Linked DNA regions of Pan troglodytes: region 2 is linked to region 1. Evidence: chromatin contacts called from public capture Hi-C data. All regions are on one chromosome and are shown on one strand. The core of a region is the stretch at or near the end of the contact, and the rest is flanking DNA. Distances in the headings are between cores, read along the strand shown. Region 1 overlaps DLGAP1 (DLG associated protein 1). Region 2 overlaps DLGAP1 (DLG associated protein 1).

The links. Capture Hi-C pulls out chosen DNA fragments and counts their contacts.
Region 2: a capture Hi-C map of stem cell-derived neural stem cells shows a contact between it and region 1, with 5 times the contacts expected there. The contact joins two enhancer-like sites. A contact is called at or near these places in 3 of 7 Hi-C or Micro-C datasets (blood, induced pluripotent stem cells and stem cell-derived neural progenitor cells) and 1 of 1 other capture datasets (stem cell-derived neural stem cells).

Annotation. Positions count from the first base shown.
Region 1 is chr17:26,885,815-26,893,315 of NHGRI_mPanTro3-v2.0_pri, forward strand. The region is part of intron 4 of DLGAP1 (DLG associated protein 1); the gene reads left to right. It overlaps LOC104003088 (a long non-coding RNA gene), which reads right to left. Exons shown (of 6, transcript XR_008540672.2): 1 at 5,612-7,501; 2 at 3,454-3,586; 3 at 3,087-3,195. Among named protein-coding and RNA genes, the nearest start is that of DLGAP1, 460 kb to the left of the region's middle. Within about 2 kb of position 4,552, at least 6 of the 24 cell types and tissues checked have an H3K27ac peak or open chromatin away from gene starts, as enhancers often do. A contact at or near this core is called in stem cell-derived neural stem cells, where this site is marked.
Region 2 is chr17:27,179,934-27,187,434 of NHGRI_mPanTro3-v2.0_pri, forward strand. All of the region lies in intron 8 of DLGAP1 (DLG associated protein 1), which reads left to right. Among named protein-coding and RNA genes, the nearest start is that of TGIF1, 250 kb to the right of the region's middle. Within about 2 kb of position 4,683, at least 6 of the 24 cell types and tissues checked have an H3K27ac peak or open chromatin away from gene starts, as enhancers often do. A contact at or near this core is called in stem cell-derived neural stem cells, where this site is marked.

The DNA.
Region 1 (7,501 bases), core at 3,302-5,801:
ACTTTTAATAATAATATATATGTTTCTTTCAGGTGGAGAAAAGTCTGTATAGTATGCTACCAATTATCTAATAAAGGAGACGGGATAAAAAAATACAAATATATATCAATTTTGTATAATTTGTATACAAATTATATACAAATATATACTAATGGACAGATAAATCACAGCATTTAAAAATAAAATATTTAAAGGTAGAGGAAGGAAATAAGATTGAGGAGACAGGGAGAAAAACTAGACTTGTTTTGTAAATTTGACTTTAGAGTCATGTAAAACTTTGCATTATTACAAAGCAAAATTCAATTTAAAATAAAGTGATTCCTGAATATCAAAAGTAAAATAAGACTATTGAGCCTGTCTGTCCAGTAGGTGGCAGAACAGCACCAAAGGGACTATTCCCAAGTGACCGTAAAACACAGTAATTTGCCTGTTTTAGCGGAATGTTATCATAATGACAAAAACAACTGCAAAGTATCTTAAGCTGATTTTTGTAATCATTTTGCTAGTGGTAGTCTTCTATTTATTCGAGACTGTTGCACATGTGTATTATGAATACAGCAAATGAATAATTATATTCATGTCAATAAAATTTGAAATTTGACAGGGAAAAGGACACTGTAAAAAAAGTCCTCTACTTGAATTTGAATAGGAAACATCATGAATTCATGATGAATATTATTTTATTAAAATACATGTTTTCTAGCTTTGTTCTCTGAAAAGACGGAACGTGCTCAACCCTTCACACACAGATAATGTTCTCTACATACCATTTTCCACTAAAAGGAATCAAAGGCTCCCTGAAGAAATAGCTGATTACAGGTCTGTGGAAGGAAGTGTACAAGACGGACCTGGAATATCATAAACTGCTTTGGTGATATCAGAACTCTGCAATTAAGTTAACTCTGCAATGAACTGAGGCACATCAAATATTAACATTCATGAATTCCTAATAATACTGTTAAAATAAAATATTATTGATCATCCTTGGAAAATGCAAGGAAACCAAAATCATTATTTTAAAAACTGGCAAATAAAAGGAAGAGATCAAACATTTTTTCTAACTTCCCTATGCATATTATTCCAAGTAACCAAGCAGTTGATGAGATGTTTCTCTTGATAAAAGTACTCCATCTAATAAATGAAGAAGGAATTTTAAAATTCTAGTATTGCCATTTTGCAACCTTTAATGAATTATTGGGTGTAGACAATGGTAATCAATGACTGCCAACATCACAAAAAAGCCACCAGACATATGCTTCTATATGGAGGTACACACCACCACCTGTGGGGTATTTTGGCCAAAAATTGAACCTCAATCTGATGATGTCCCTGGGTCTACTGTATTCAGTACTAATCCCATGTGGCTACTGAGCATTTGAAATGTGGATAGGCCAAATTGAGATGTTCTGTACACGTAAAATACACACCAGATAGCAAAAACTTAATATGAAAAAAAGATGTAAACTATCTCAATAACTTTTAATATTGACTACATACATAATATTTGTGACATATTGGGTTAAATAAAATTATATTATTAAAATTAATTTTAATTTTAATGTTTTCTTTTTTTAAATGTGTATTTTAAAATTTTAAATTATATTTGTGGCTCATATTTCTATTGTATGGTGCTGTTCTTAATTCTAACTACAACTTACAGGAAATACACTGGACAGAGGAACATGTTAAATGACACCTTACAGGAAATACACTGGACAGAGGAACATGTTAAGTGACACCAGAAGGATAGAAACAGTAAAACTCAGGCTTTAGAAAACTCTGCAACTTATATTTCTAATCCAATTTAATGGTGGAGTCAAAGTTACTAAAAATTTATAAACATGAGCACTGTAATTAATGTGTAGTGTAGTCCTAAACATCAATATCTGCAAAATCATAGATTTGATATCTCAGTTTCATTTTCACTATTGCTCAAATAATGCATAACAATAAAAAGCCTATACATTTGCATTGGCTAAAGTAATTTATCACCAGTGGTATGTGAACTGCACCATGGAAAACAGATATATTTTCAATTTTTCAATCTTTAATAATCTGAAAACTTGATTCTCTCAGTTTATTCAGATAGAGGAATACATAGTTATGATTTCTATACTATTAGCCTTTTTTACCAATATAATTAATTTTAATAATATATTTTGTTTGACATATCAAAATATAAATTTCAACATATACTAAATATAACAATTATTAATGAGAAATATTACATTCTTTTGGCTTTGTACTAAACATTTGAAATGTGCTGTACATTTTTCACTTATAGCCTATGCAATTCAAATGCTATATTTTTATTAGGAATATTTAATCTAAATAGATATCTTAAAATTTACATTTGAAAAAAATAGATTCAGATACCTAAGTTGTTACAAGCCTACGTAAAAGTTTTCAATGACTGAATTGAGTATCAATCAGTTTTAAAATTTAAATCAGTGAAATTAATTAAAATGAAATGAAAATTTAGAAACTCCATTTCTCAGTCACGCTGGCCACATTTCAAGTAGAAAGCCTTTGTTTTTAATTCACTTTGTCCTAAAGCTGCAAGTAGAATTTCTACATCTTATCAGAATAGACTTGTTTAAAATATTTTTCAATTAAAACATAATACAAAGCCACTTAGATATGTAAAATTTAAAAATTCTCCCTTTTCTCTCTTCCATCTTTACTGTTTTCCCCAAATTCAAGATCAAATTAATAAATATATTTAAAATGTTTCGAGCTTTAAAAGTTAAGTATTGAATTAGGCTTACTTAGACTTCACTTGTAATACAGTATTTCTTACATGTCTAACATAATAGGTGCTCAAAAATATTAGGTAATTTGCCTCCATTTATTAGATCAGGAATTATGTAATAGTATCTAAACTTTTACTTTTGCTTTTAGCCATTTATGAAAAAAAATCATTCCAGCTTAGCATGCTTTAATATCTTATTGGGATAAATAAATAAATAAGATTAAATATCTAAATAATTTACAGAAAGATATCTTACATTCTCTATAGCAAAACACTGATGAATACAGTGTATATATTGAAAGTAAATCTTGGTGGGTTTTTTTTTTTTACTCACGTTGCACCAAAGCGAGAGAACACTAGGGGGCAGTGTGGTTAGAGCAGAACTCTCAAGAGGCTTGGAAAGGAGCGCTGAAATCACCAACAGCTGGTGCGATAAATGGGGTCTAATAGCAAGAAAAGAATGCATTCGTTTAACTTTACTTTGTGAAGTTACGTGGACTATATGCATATTATTCACAAGGTCTTGGAAGAGACGCTTTGTTCAAACCCTGAGCCCATAAGCTTAGGGACAAGCTCTTCCTGGAAAGGTCTTTCTTACGGAATTTTCTGTCCCAAAGAAGATACAAGAGAGTAGAGCATTGCCAGAAAGTAACAATTCATAAATACTAACCCCAAGTGCCCGTATAATATTTAGTTCCTACCTCATTTTAACCTTCACTTGTATCCACCATTCCTTTTATTTTCTTCTATTCACCCAGGCTTCTTTGCAGCACAGTCATTTTAAGAATATTCTGAGAGCATCTTAGCTCTCACTCCATTTCAGCTCAGTGAATTCTAAGGCAACAAAGGTGTATTAAGTAATTAATCCATAATGCCAGCCACTACCTAAAAAAAGGATAAGGCCAAAGCTAAAAAAAAAAAAAAAAAAATCAAAAGCTAGGAAAACTTATTAACATTTTCTAAAATTACATTGTTGTTGTCTATTTTAAGGGCATGAGTAGTGACTTTATGCTACATTTTGCAAAAAGTATTGAGCATAATCTATAGACACTTAATGTATGATGATGTAAACATTTACACCTCAGACTCAGAACAGGCAGACAGCTAAGTTCTCTCGCTTTTTAAATATGCAATGAATTTTCTAATAGTCAAGTAACAAATCTATTTCTCTTTCTCTTTTAGAAAATTAGAATCTATATGTATTAAAGAGCTGTGCTCCAAATTGTGAGTCTGGCCTACTTAAATTTGAATAAATCATTCTAGAGAGTTGACATTATTTAGTTTTGAACAACTCTTGAAGTCTTTTTGGACTTTATAATTTAGCAGCAGGTGGTTCTGGTCATTTTAAAAGTCCGTAATTAATGTAACTAATCCTAGTTGGTGTTTAGTCATCTCTTCAGATCTTTTGTACCTGGAATTTCTATAGCCTATTTGCCTGAAATTGTATAAATAATAAATGGTTTGCTGTCCTCTATATAGTGGCAAGCATCCAGGTTTCTGCAACTCGAAATTTCAGCTCCTCTCAGCTTCTATCAGGTTTGAGATATTTTTAGCCCCACTCTGTCAGTCAGAATCCCATGAAAGAGAATCCCATTAAGAGAGTTGAGATGAATTTAGAGAAGGGTCTGTTTATAGAGCAGGGAGCAGGGTTAAGAAAATACAGCCAGAGAGGCCGAGGTACCCAGAGACAAGCACAGTGGGAAGCCCTCGCCACTCTAGGCCTGAAGAGTCAGATGAAGGGAAGGAACGGGGTCCCCAAGCCGATGGGCACTAGAGCTGTGGACAGGCTGCCATCGCAGAGGGACAGATTGCTGCTGAAACACCAGCACAGGAAGGAAATGGCACAGAAGGACCCAGAGCTGTCTCCCCCACCCTCGGCACCCCAGCCAGGGCCTTGCCTGGATCACCCGGTGCCAGGCAGGGAAAAGCCGAGCACTGGGGAAGGTGGCCTAGGAAAGGGAGGGTCACAGGCCACTGAACGTTCTCACTCTTAATAAACAGAGTTTTACGCTTCAAGGGGGTCTCTGTGGTTCTTCTTTCCTTATCTTTTTACTTCACTCACCACATTCTTACCAAACCAAAAGGAAAACAACAGTGGAGGGAAAGTCTTACACATGTCAGGCTTTTAGACAGAACCTTTTATTCCTCATCTCATATATCTTTTCTGCTCTATAAAAAACTAAAACTTTATCTTCTCAACATCTCGCTATGATAAGCTTTTAAGTGGGTCTTAAGCCCACTTAAAAGATGCTGCACCCTGATTTTGTTGCTGCACCCTGATTTGGGGAAGCTTGGTCAGTGATCCCATGAGAAGGGAAACTATGAGAGATTCATTCTCTCCTGAATCGCTTAGGAGGTCCCATTAAAGCCCCTGCTAAACTCGTCATCCCCAGCCTGGACCACGTTTGGTTAATTTCCAGTTTTTCCTTTCCTTGCAATAACCTGCTTGAAACTCCATCAGGGAAAATAAATAATAATTCAAATGCAAAACGCGTTGTCACTTTTATAAAATATTGCTCTCCTTGCCCCACCCTCACCCCCTCCCTTTCTCCCCTTCCTGATTTTTACTGAAAGGAGGAAAGACAAGGAAATCTCAATGGTTTCATTCTTAGCACACATTCTAAGTCTGTCATTAAATGACCGCTGATTTTGTCACATACATATGGACAAAACTCTGTAAGAAAGCAATTGATTAAAATCAATGAGAATTTGCTGCGCTGAAATGGAATCAGTGAATAAAAATTTATTCTGTTTCTTTTCTTTTTTCTAAGAGTCCTCTCCATTATTCAAAAGAAGCCTGTCTTATCCTGTTTCCAAACTCCTTTTCCTTTTCTTTCCCCTATGCTGTTGATTTCCTACCTTCTTCCCACGTGAGTCGCCGGTGCAAGAGGGGGGTTCCTGCTTGGGTACCCACATCAGTAGGTTTTGTCTCCTCATCTGCTTGTCTTCTGAAGATAAATCGTTGGCAGAACTGGAAAAAAAAAATCATGGAATGGCTTTTTTACATTTCTGCCAGGGGGAGGCTATTTTGTAATCTTTTTGCAGCCTTCCTATGCACAACCCAATCCCAAGCTGACTTGATTATCTCCTTAACTGTTAAGAGCAAAATTTAAAACTGGATTTTGTTACCTGCCCCAGGAGCAGATGCTACATTGCTGAGGTGTCTTGTGAATTGCCAGCGTTCCTTTTCTTTTACAGACAGGTCTTAAAGGTCTTCCAGGGACCCCCTATTAGCCAAATAACCTTGATAGTTATTACAGAGAAATTGTAATTCTTTTTGAAAGTATTTGTGCACTCATCCATGCCAATATTTATAGATCAGTTGATTTTTCCAGGTTGTGTAAGTTGCTAACAATGGAACTCCATTTATTTATTTATTTATTTATTTAGAGACAGGGTCTGGCTCTGTCACCAGGCTGGAGTACAGTGGCATAATCACGGCTCACTGCAGCCTCTGCCTCTCAGGCTCAAGTGATCCTCCCGCCTTAGCCTCCCCGTTAGCTGAGACTACAGTTGTGCACCACCACACCTGGCTAATTTTTGTAATTTTTGTAGAAAACAGATTTCACCATGTTGCTCAGGCTGGTCTGGAACTCCTGGACTCAAGCATTCCACCCGCCTCAGCCTCCCAAAGTGTTGGGATTACAGGCGTAAACCACCGTACCCAGCTGAGACTCCATTTAAATAGGTGGCTTTTATGTGAATTATTAATTTTGATAAAGAGAAGAGAAAAGCTGATAGATCAGTGTTTAAAAATCATTTTATGAACTAAGTTCAAAAGAACAACTAGGGCCTGCAGACTTCCCTACTTTACAAAGTAGTGGCCTGGCCAAGGATGTTCCAAACAAGAAATCTTTTCAAACGTGCTTTAAATCATTAAAATAGGGGACCAATATGAGTAAACCAATATAATGAGGCAAACTAAGTAGGAGATTTTTAATGAACATTTTCAAGGCACAGGGAAAGAAGCCACAAAGAGTAACAGCATTTTTCTGCACATACTGTCTTATGAATCTAGATTCATCTTGTTTATTGTGGAACTATGTGATTGGGTTAGCCATCAGGGGAGAGAAGTACTTTATGATATAAAAGCTCAGTCTCCAGAGATAAAAATCTCTTCAATTTGTCATTTTTCAAAATATCACAAAGAATCCATGTTTCCATGGTCTTCGATAAAGAAAGCGTGTCAAGGCAAGATATACACAAAAAAATAAGTCAAAGTGGTTAGTTACAATGGGATAAGCAACAGCTACACTGAAAAATTCTATATGTAATGCAGTTTTCTTTTTGTGTGGAAAAGAGTAAGACAAGATATGAGATTCCTGGTCTGGAGAGTGGGCGAGATATTAACATATTAAAGCAGGAATGTCTGAAACATGCATTGTGTATTTTCCGCTGTCTCAGCCCAAATCAGGCATAGCTCTGGGGAGAAGGGAGAAGGGCAATACCAACCAGAAAGTATCTCTGTGATTCTTCAGGCTGCTTGGGCAGTCAGCCTCCAGAAGAGACCCCACTCAAATCTGGGTCATCCAGGCACACTGGCCACTCACCACCTCTGCGGTGTTATTTCAAGGATGCTAACCCCAAGGTTCCCACCACTGCCACTGGCCAATATCTGAAATTCCCCTGACAAAGCTTCCTCATTAGCATAAGGTTTGGACTCCTGAAATAAACCAACCATGTCTCTTAAACTTTTCCTTGAACTCTATCCCCCCACCGGAAATACAGAGAGGAGATGAGTAAATACAA
Region 2 (7,501 bases), core at 3,433-5,932, 290 kb after region 1:
TAAAGCCACTGAAGTCCAGATGCGCATCCCAAACAGATCCCCTCATCCTCCACCCTTCCAGAAGGTGCTCTTGGAGAGGAAGAGGCAGGAAACGGAGCAGAAATGAGACACTTGTATTGTCCTTTGCAGGGAGCCTTGACAAGAAGCTGGAATCCTGGGCGCTAGGGTAGGAAGACATGACTCCTCCACCCCTGATACCACTCAGGCAAAATGGGTAAAGATCACCCCATATGAACTTCAACTTGGTGAATTCACAGCTCTCACAATAAAAAACATTTTGTTTTACAACGGTCAGATGTGTGTTCTTGCTCAGATAGGAATTACAGCTGGGCACAGTGGCTCATGCCTGTAATTCCAAAACTTTGGGAGGCTGAGGCAGGCGGATCACTTGAAGTCAGGCATTCAAGACCAGCCTGGCCAACATGGTGAAATCCCGTCTCTACTGAAAAGTACAAAAATTAGCTGGGTGTGGTGGTGCACACCTGTAGTCCCAGCTATTCTGGAGGTTGAGGTGGGAGGATTGCTTGAGCCCCGGAGGTGGAGGTTGCAGTGAGCTGGGGTCACGCCACTGCACTCCAGCCTGGGTGACAGAGTGAGACCCTGTCTCAAAAAAAAAAAAAAGGAATTACAAAGGATGAGTTGTATACAGTTTTTTGCCATTTTCTCATGGATGAAACAATGTCATTCTGAATTTCAAAAGAGATTGCAGACCTGGCCAAGAAGAGCTTCCTTCTGTGGTAGTCCTCTGCTCCTAAGCACCAAGTCACCCAGTGGCCCCAACATCCCTTCTTTAGAAGAACTTTATTCCTGTGCCCGTTTAATGGACCAAAGAGCTCCAAGAAGCCCCTTTCAATCAGGCAGACATAATCCTTGCCTTCATAGAAACTGATTTCTACCTTCCAGAAACGCAGCACCAATGCAGGAAAACAGACAAATATATCCACGATTACAGTGTAGTATTCTAAGCACAATGAAAAGACATGCACAAGATAATCTAGGGTCTGTTTTCTTTTTTTTTTTTTTCTTTGAGATGGAGTCTCACTCACTCTGTCACCCAGGCTGGAGTGCAGTGGCGTGATCTCAGCTCACTGCAACCTCTGCCTCCCAGATTCAAGCAATTCTCCTGTCTCAGCCTCCTGAGCAGCTGGGATTACAGGCACGCACCACCACATCTGGCTAATATTTTCGTACTTTTAGTAGAGATGGGTTTTCACCATTTTGGCCAGGCTGATCTCAAACTGCTGACCTCCGGTGATCCACCCACCTCGGCCTTCTAAAGTGCTGGGATTACAGGCATGAGCCATTGCACCCAGTCTAGGGTCCATTTTCTTCTGCTTCCATCAAAAGCATGAGAAGTAGTTCTCTTCCAAAGACAGAGATCTTCACACCACCGTCTTTCTCCCTTTCTTTTCTCAGAGCGTAGAGGTACAATGAGAGAACTTGCAAGAGTCATGAAATATTAAGATATAAACTGTATTCAGATAGGTGGGTTCAGGTGGGTAAATAAGAGATAAGCAAACAAATACTAGATCTTGGCTTACTAATTAATCAGTCCCTTAACAACCCATTTCTCCATTATATTCTCCATGTAACCCACAATTGCATGCGTAATACTTTGATGTCATTCAGTTCTCCCTTGCTGAACTCAGTTCTTCTCTTAAATTCCATATTAAAATTCCTTTTCCGCCCATTCCCAAACTCAGTGGCACTGATATCTTGTAGATGTTGGTATTCTTTTGAATACCTCTTTGTCAAGTTCTCATTTGGGGAAACTTTTTTCTACCAGGACGTATTAGTTTAGGGCTGTGTGCTTTCCTGAAGTTTCTTGCTTACTTGCCCCTAGTAAGTCAACATACCCTTCTGGCTGGAGTCGCCTCTCTGTGGTCTGTATCAGATCGTTCTGTCATCTCTTCAGTTTCTCTCTGCATCCAGATCACAATGTTGCTCAACACATCAATGACGTCACTCAGAGTCTCACATGTGCAAGCCTTCGATAAGCTCCATCTCCAACATCAACATTTATGCTTGCAGACTAACATTACGTTTTCATACCTACAAGCTTTGGTGAGAAAGCTTTGGGTAAGAAAATTTATATCCTATTTTCCAGCTCCTTGGCCTTTTATTTTTGCCCGGGAGCTGTTGATGCTTGCTCTTTGCAGGAAGGCTGAAGGGAAGGAGTCAGCCTGTCCTCATTAAGCACATCAATGCTGTTCCTGAGTGTGGAGACACAATGGCCCTTATGTGTCCATCACCCTGCAAGCTTCAGGGCTGGTATTAAATGCATGCTGGCCATTTATTGTATCTTCCAAACTGAGTGTGAAAAATACACCATTTGCCAGGCGTGGTGGCTCACGCCTGTAATCCCAACAGTTTGGGAGGCCGAGGTGGGTGGATCACTTGAGGTTAGGAGTTTAAGGCCAGCCTGGCCAATATGGTGAAAACTTGTCTCTACTAAAAATACAAAAAGTTAACCAGGCATGGTGGTGAGTGCCTGTAATCCCAGTTACTTGGGAAGCTGAGGCAGGAGAATCACTTGGACCCCAAGGCAGAGGTTGCAGTGAGCAGAGATTGCGCCTGGGCAATCCAGCCTGGGCGATCCAGCCTGGGCGACAGAGTGAGTGAGATTCCATCTCAAAAAAAAAAAAAAAAATGCACCATTAATAATTATACTGAGGGCCGAGCGCAGTGGCTCACGCCTGTAATCCCAGCACTTTGGGAGGCCAAGCAGGGAGGATCACCTGAGGCCAGGAGTTCGAGACCAGCCTGGCCAACATGGTGAAACCTCATCTCTACTAAAAATACAAAAATTAGCTGCACGTGGTAGCACAGGCCTGTGATCCCAGCTACTAGGGAGGCTAAGGCAGGAGAATCACTTGAACCCAGGAGGCAGAGGTTGTAGTGAGCCAAGATCGAGCCACTGCTCTCCAGCCTGGGCAACAGAGCAAGACTCTGTCTCAAAAATAATAATAATAATAATAATTACTATTATTATTATTATACTGGGATATATGATCACCTTAGTTAAAATGACATTTTGAGTCTGGAATTGTGTTTAAGTCCTGGGCCCTTGGTGAAACAATATTTTAATGCTCCTTGGGGTCTGATAGTTTGGGCAGAGTAGCCTTTTATGAAGAATTATACTGCGACTAAATCAGTATGATATGTTTAGCTCCATATTTTCCAGCAAATTTTTAAGGGATAAATACAGATAACTCATTGCAACTATAATACTGCACCATACAAGCACAATACTGGTTGACAAGGAGGTATACAGAGCAAAGCAAAACTGCATTCTAACCCCCTGAAGTTTCCTGGAAAAAAAAAAAAAAAGTAGCCTGAAAAGTTGAAAATGTTTCTTTCCACAAAATAAACTGGAATAATCCCTTCATTTATTTTAGATTCCTTTCAGATAGCCTTGCAGATGGTTCGCTGAAGTCATCATGCCAACAAAATTCGTTTGACTCAAAAATTTAAATAGCCCTACCAAATTATGCGTGTTTCTCTTCTAATAAAAAACTGAATGTCTTATTTCTATCTGCTAAGCTTATTCCACTCTGCAGTTTGTGAACTGAACTACAGAAATAACTCCTTAGAGATGCACACTTTTGTCCTCTATTACCCAATTCTGGAATCCCCAAATATAGTGTTATAAATGCTGACTTTTCTCATTTGCTTTTATGTATTCATGTCTTGTCTCTTTACACGAGACTGCTATCCAAAATATCCAAAAGGCATTAAATACTAATATTATTGAATCATAAAGGTGTTCTTTCTTCTTCTAATCGCATGCATTCCTGCCAGTCTCTATGACCACAGCTGAGTGACAGATAAAGCCCAAATTAAAAATACTTCCCTCTTGGCAAGATACCTCCGACCCAGTGGGCTGCTCAGTTGGAAAGCTGGGAAGTGGAGAGGCATGAGTCACTGTGTTCTCTCAGATATTTTAATTCAGAGTTGTTTAAGAAGATTTAAAAAAAAAATCAAGCAATGGACCCCCAAAATGACCATTTCTCACTAAGTCATGAAATTTAATTTTTTCTTTTTCTTTTTTTTTTAGATGGAGTCTCGCTGTGTCACCCAGGCTGGAGTCTGGAGTGCAGTGGTGCAGTCTCGGCTCACTGCAACCTCTGCCTCCCGGGTTCAAGCGATTCTCCTGCCTCAGCCTCCCGAGTAGCTGGGATTACTGGCGCCTGCCACCACACCAGCTAATTTTTGTATTTTTAGTAGAGACAGGGTTTCACCATGTTGTCCAGGCTGGTCTCGAACTCCTGACCTCAAGTAATCCACCTGCCTCGACCTCCCAAAGTGCTGGGATTACAGGCATGAGCCACCACACCCAGTCAATTTTTTCTTTAATGTGGGAAACAGAATTGCCACCTCTCCCTGCAACACCTGAAAGGAAGCATGGTCTCTAGGCAAAGCCATTCTTGCCAACCTCTGGGGTCCCTGGCATGTGGCACTCAGCCCTTCCTGTGGGCCCCGCAGAGCATCCTCCTAGGGGCTAGGATGTGGAGAAATGCAGTGAGGTGACTCAGCTGCTGTGTCCTTTCTGCTGTCACTGCTGTCTTGTTTTTACATTTTTTAAAGTATCTGTTCTTGGGTGCTTATGGTTTTACAAAGCAGCCCTAATGTTCCCAATGGTATAATTGCCTGATATAGCCATGACTGCTGCTCTGGGAACTGTCAAGATTAGAAGCCCTGCCTGTGAAGGGGAACGTGGGGAGGAATTTGTATCATGTAGGGTGCAGTAATCCCCAAGGAAATTCTCTTCGCAAAAACCGTGTGTGGAAAGTCTCCCTCTGGCGGCTGCTGAGGTGTGTTCATAGGGGAAAGAATGCATGTCAACCGTAAATGGAGTCTGTGAAGCTGCAACTAAAATGTTTCCAGAAAAGAGGGCATTTGGTTGCATCTTCGGGAGGAAAATAAGAAACAATTCTTTTCTAGAATTAAAAAAAAAACAAAAAACAAAAAAGAACGAAAAGAGAAGAAGAATGCAGAGAATGTGTCCATATCTAGTGAACTTTCAAATATCCCTCCGTCTTCTAAAAAGAAAAAAGTGGACAACAGCCGCTCGCTCTCCTCTGAACTCACATCCCCCTCACACTCCTCCTTCTACAGAGATCAGGGCCACTGCACTTTCGTGCTTGAAGCAGTTCTGGGAATTTCTCTCGTCTATTTTCTGTGTCTGTCTAGTTCACTACCAGTCTCATTTATTTGTCCTTTATAGTATTTCTTTATGATACTTCTCATGTTTTCTTGCCCTTCCTATTAATTTCTCCAACCTATGCATGGACAACTGCCCAATGGCATTTGGAGTAAATGCAATAAAATTCAGAGCACGTGAATCAAAGGCTCTCAGTTGGCAAGTTCAGGTCTTTTGTCAGGACAGCGCCACATTCCATCCCAAGGACCAGCTATATCCGGTGATCCTGAGACACAATCTTGACACCACTTCAAAGATTCTGGAATTTGGAATTCAGGACCTCTAGTGCCATCATGTGCCTGGGTCCCCATCCTCCTTCCTAACCCTTGTTTTCCCTGAATGGCCTCATGACCTGTTGGCACCATCAGGCTCCACATCTTAACCAGCTCTGGGCTGATCCTGCCTTCACAGAATTGAGAACACTCCAGAGACCCTTGCTTGCCTTTGTCCTAGCAAGTAAGCTTTCATGTCAATTTCTAAGACAAAGTCTCCATCTTATACTCCTTTCTGGGACTTGGATCCCTGTCCTCTCTCTTCTCCCTCTGTCCCTTACTGCTTCCTGGATGAACTGCCTGTACCTGAGTGGCTGCAGGAGCAAGCCTGTCATTCTCCTCAACCCCACTGGTAAGGGCCTGCCACTGGGCTGCCCTGACTTTTCAGTTGTTACTTATTCCTCATCCAGCAGCTGTCTCCTTCCAGATCTGAGCCCTCTGGCTCCCCACAGAGATTTACTTAAAGTCTTCCAGCTGTGTGATTTGCTAAGATGCCAGCTACCTTGTTGTATCTGATTACTTCTAAGATGATACATATAGGATCCCATAGCCTGCCTCGCTCCCCTGTCTCTCAAACCCAGGGAAGGGTCTAGGAAGAAGCCCAGGATCCTAGGGCGCCTGCATGCAGGAAGTCCACAACCCTGCCAGGCTCTCCCCTAGGGGTCTGTTGCTGCCTCTCTTGGGAACTTGTCTATTGCCATCCCATAGAAAGGTAGCAATTTATGCCTTCCTGGTTTTGATAACATTTCCCAAACATGTTTACTCCTGTGAAGCATATCCAATTGAGCACCATGAAGCACACCTGCTATTTTAAAATTCAAGGTAGACGTCAGGAGCGGCTTACGCCTGTAATCCCAGCACTTTGGGAAGCCGAGGTGGGCGGATCACCTGAGGTCAGGAGTTCGAGACCAACCTAGCCAACATGGTGAAACTTCATGCCGGGCGTGGTGGCAGACGCCTGTAATCCCAGCTACTTGGGAGGCTGAGGCAGGAGAATCGCTTGAACCCGGGAGGCAAAGGTTGCATTGAGCCGAGATTGTGCCATTGCCCTCCAGCATGGGGGACAAGTATGAGACTCTGTCTCAAAAGTAAATAAATAATTAATTTAATTAATTAAATTAAAGGTAGTCTCAGGGTACTCATACACAGAGAATAACATAAATGTATACATCTCAACCTTACCCTGATATCTTGGCACACATTTGAAATCTTAAACAGTCACTTCAAGAACTCCCTATGTCTCTCTGTCTCTCACACACACAGAGCCCCTCCTACAACTCTTCTCACTCTTGACTCTTGAGGTCATCTTGTGTTATCTCTCTCTATGTCCATCTGCCAGATCTCAGCAGAATTACCTCAATTCATCCTAGAGAAACAGGTCCCTCTTTGCTCTGAACCCAAAATATACCAACCCAGCTTCAGATGGTATCTTCTCTCTTCTTCATCACCCAAAGTCCAAACAGTCTCTTGGACTCAGCCCACAGAGCTTCTCTGCACCAACCTCTTCTCTACTTTAGACCCAAATGGACTCCTTGGCCATATTCTCTGCTGCTTTAGCTGAAACCACAGATTCTCCAACAACTTCTAATCTCTCAGATTCCTCAGCTCAACTAGCTGGCACCAAATTTATCACATAAGCATGTGTCGAATCCTTCTGCTTTGCCCGGCTTTTTTCTTTGATGTTGCAGCACTGTCATTCTCCTAATCACATATTATTATTTTAACATTCTTCAGCAACCAGGATTCTCAATGATTTGTAGGGAGGGACGTGATTGCTTTTGGAGGCCCCAACACAGGGTCATTGCTTTCCCTTCTCACCCTTAACGAGAACACCACACATAGACACTACAGAATGAAGAATAGCTGAAGAAGCCTTTCACCCTGGATCCGGACTGTTTGGTTATTTCTTCTTGAGTCATGTGGCATTTGGCTTCTCTGATGAGATCATTAGTACACTTAAAAAGCCATCATCAGGCCAGGTGCTGTGGGTCACACCTATAGTCCCAGCACTTTGGGAGGCCGAGCC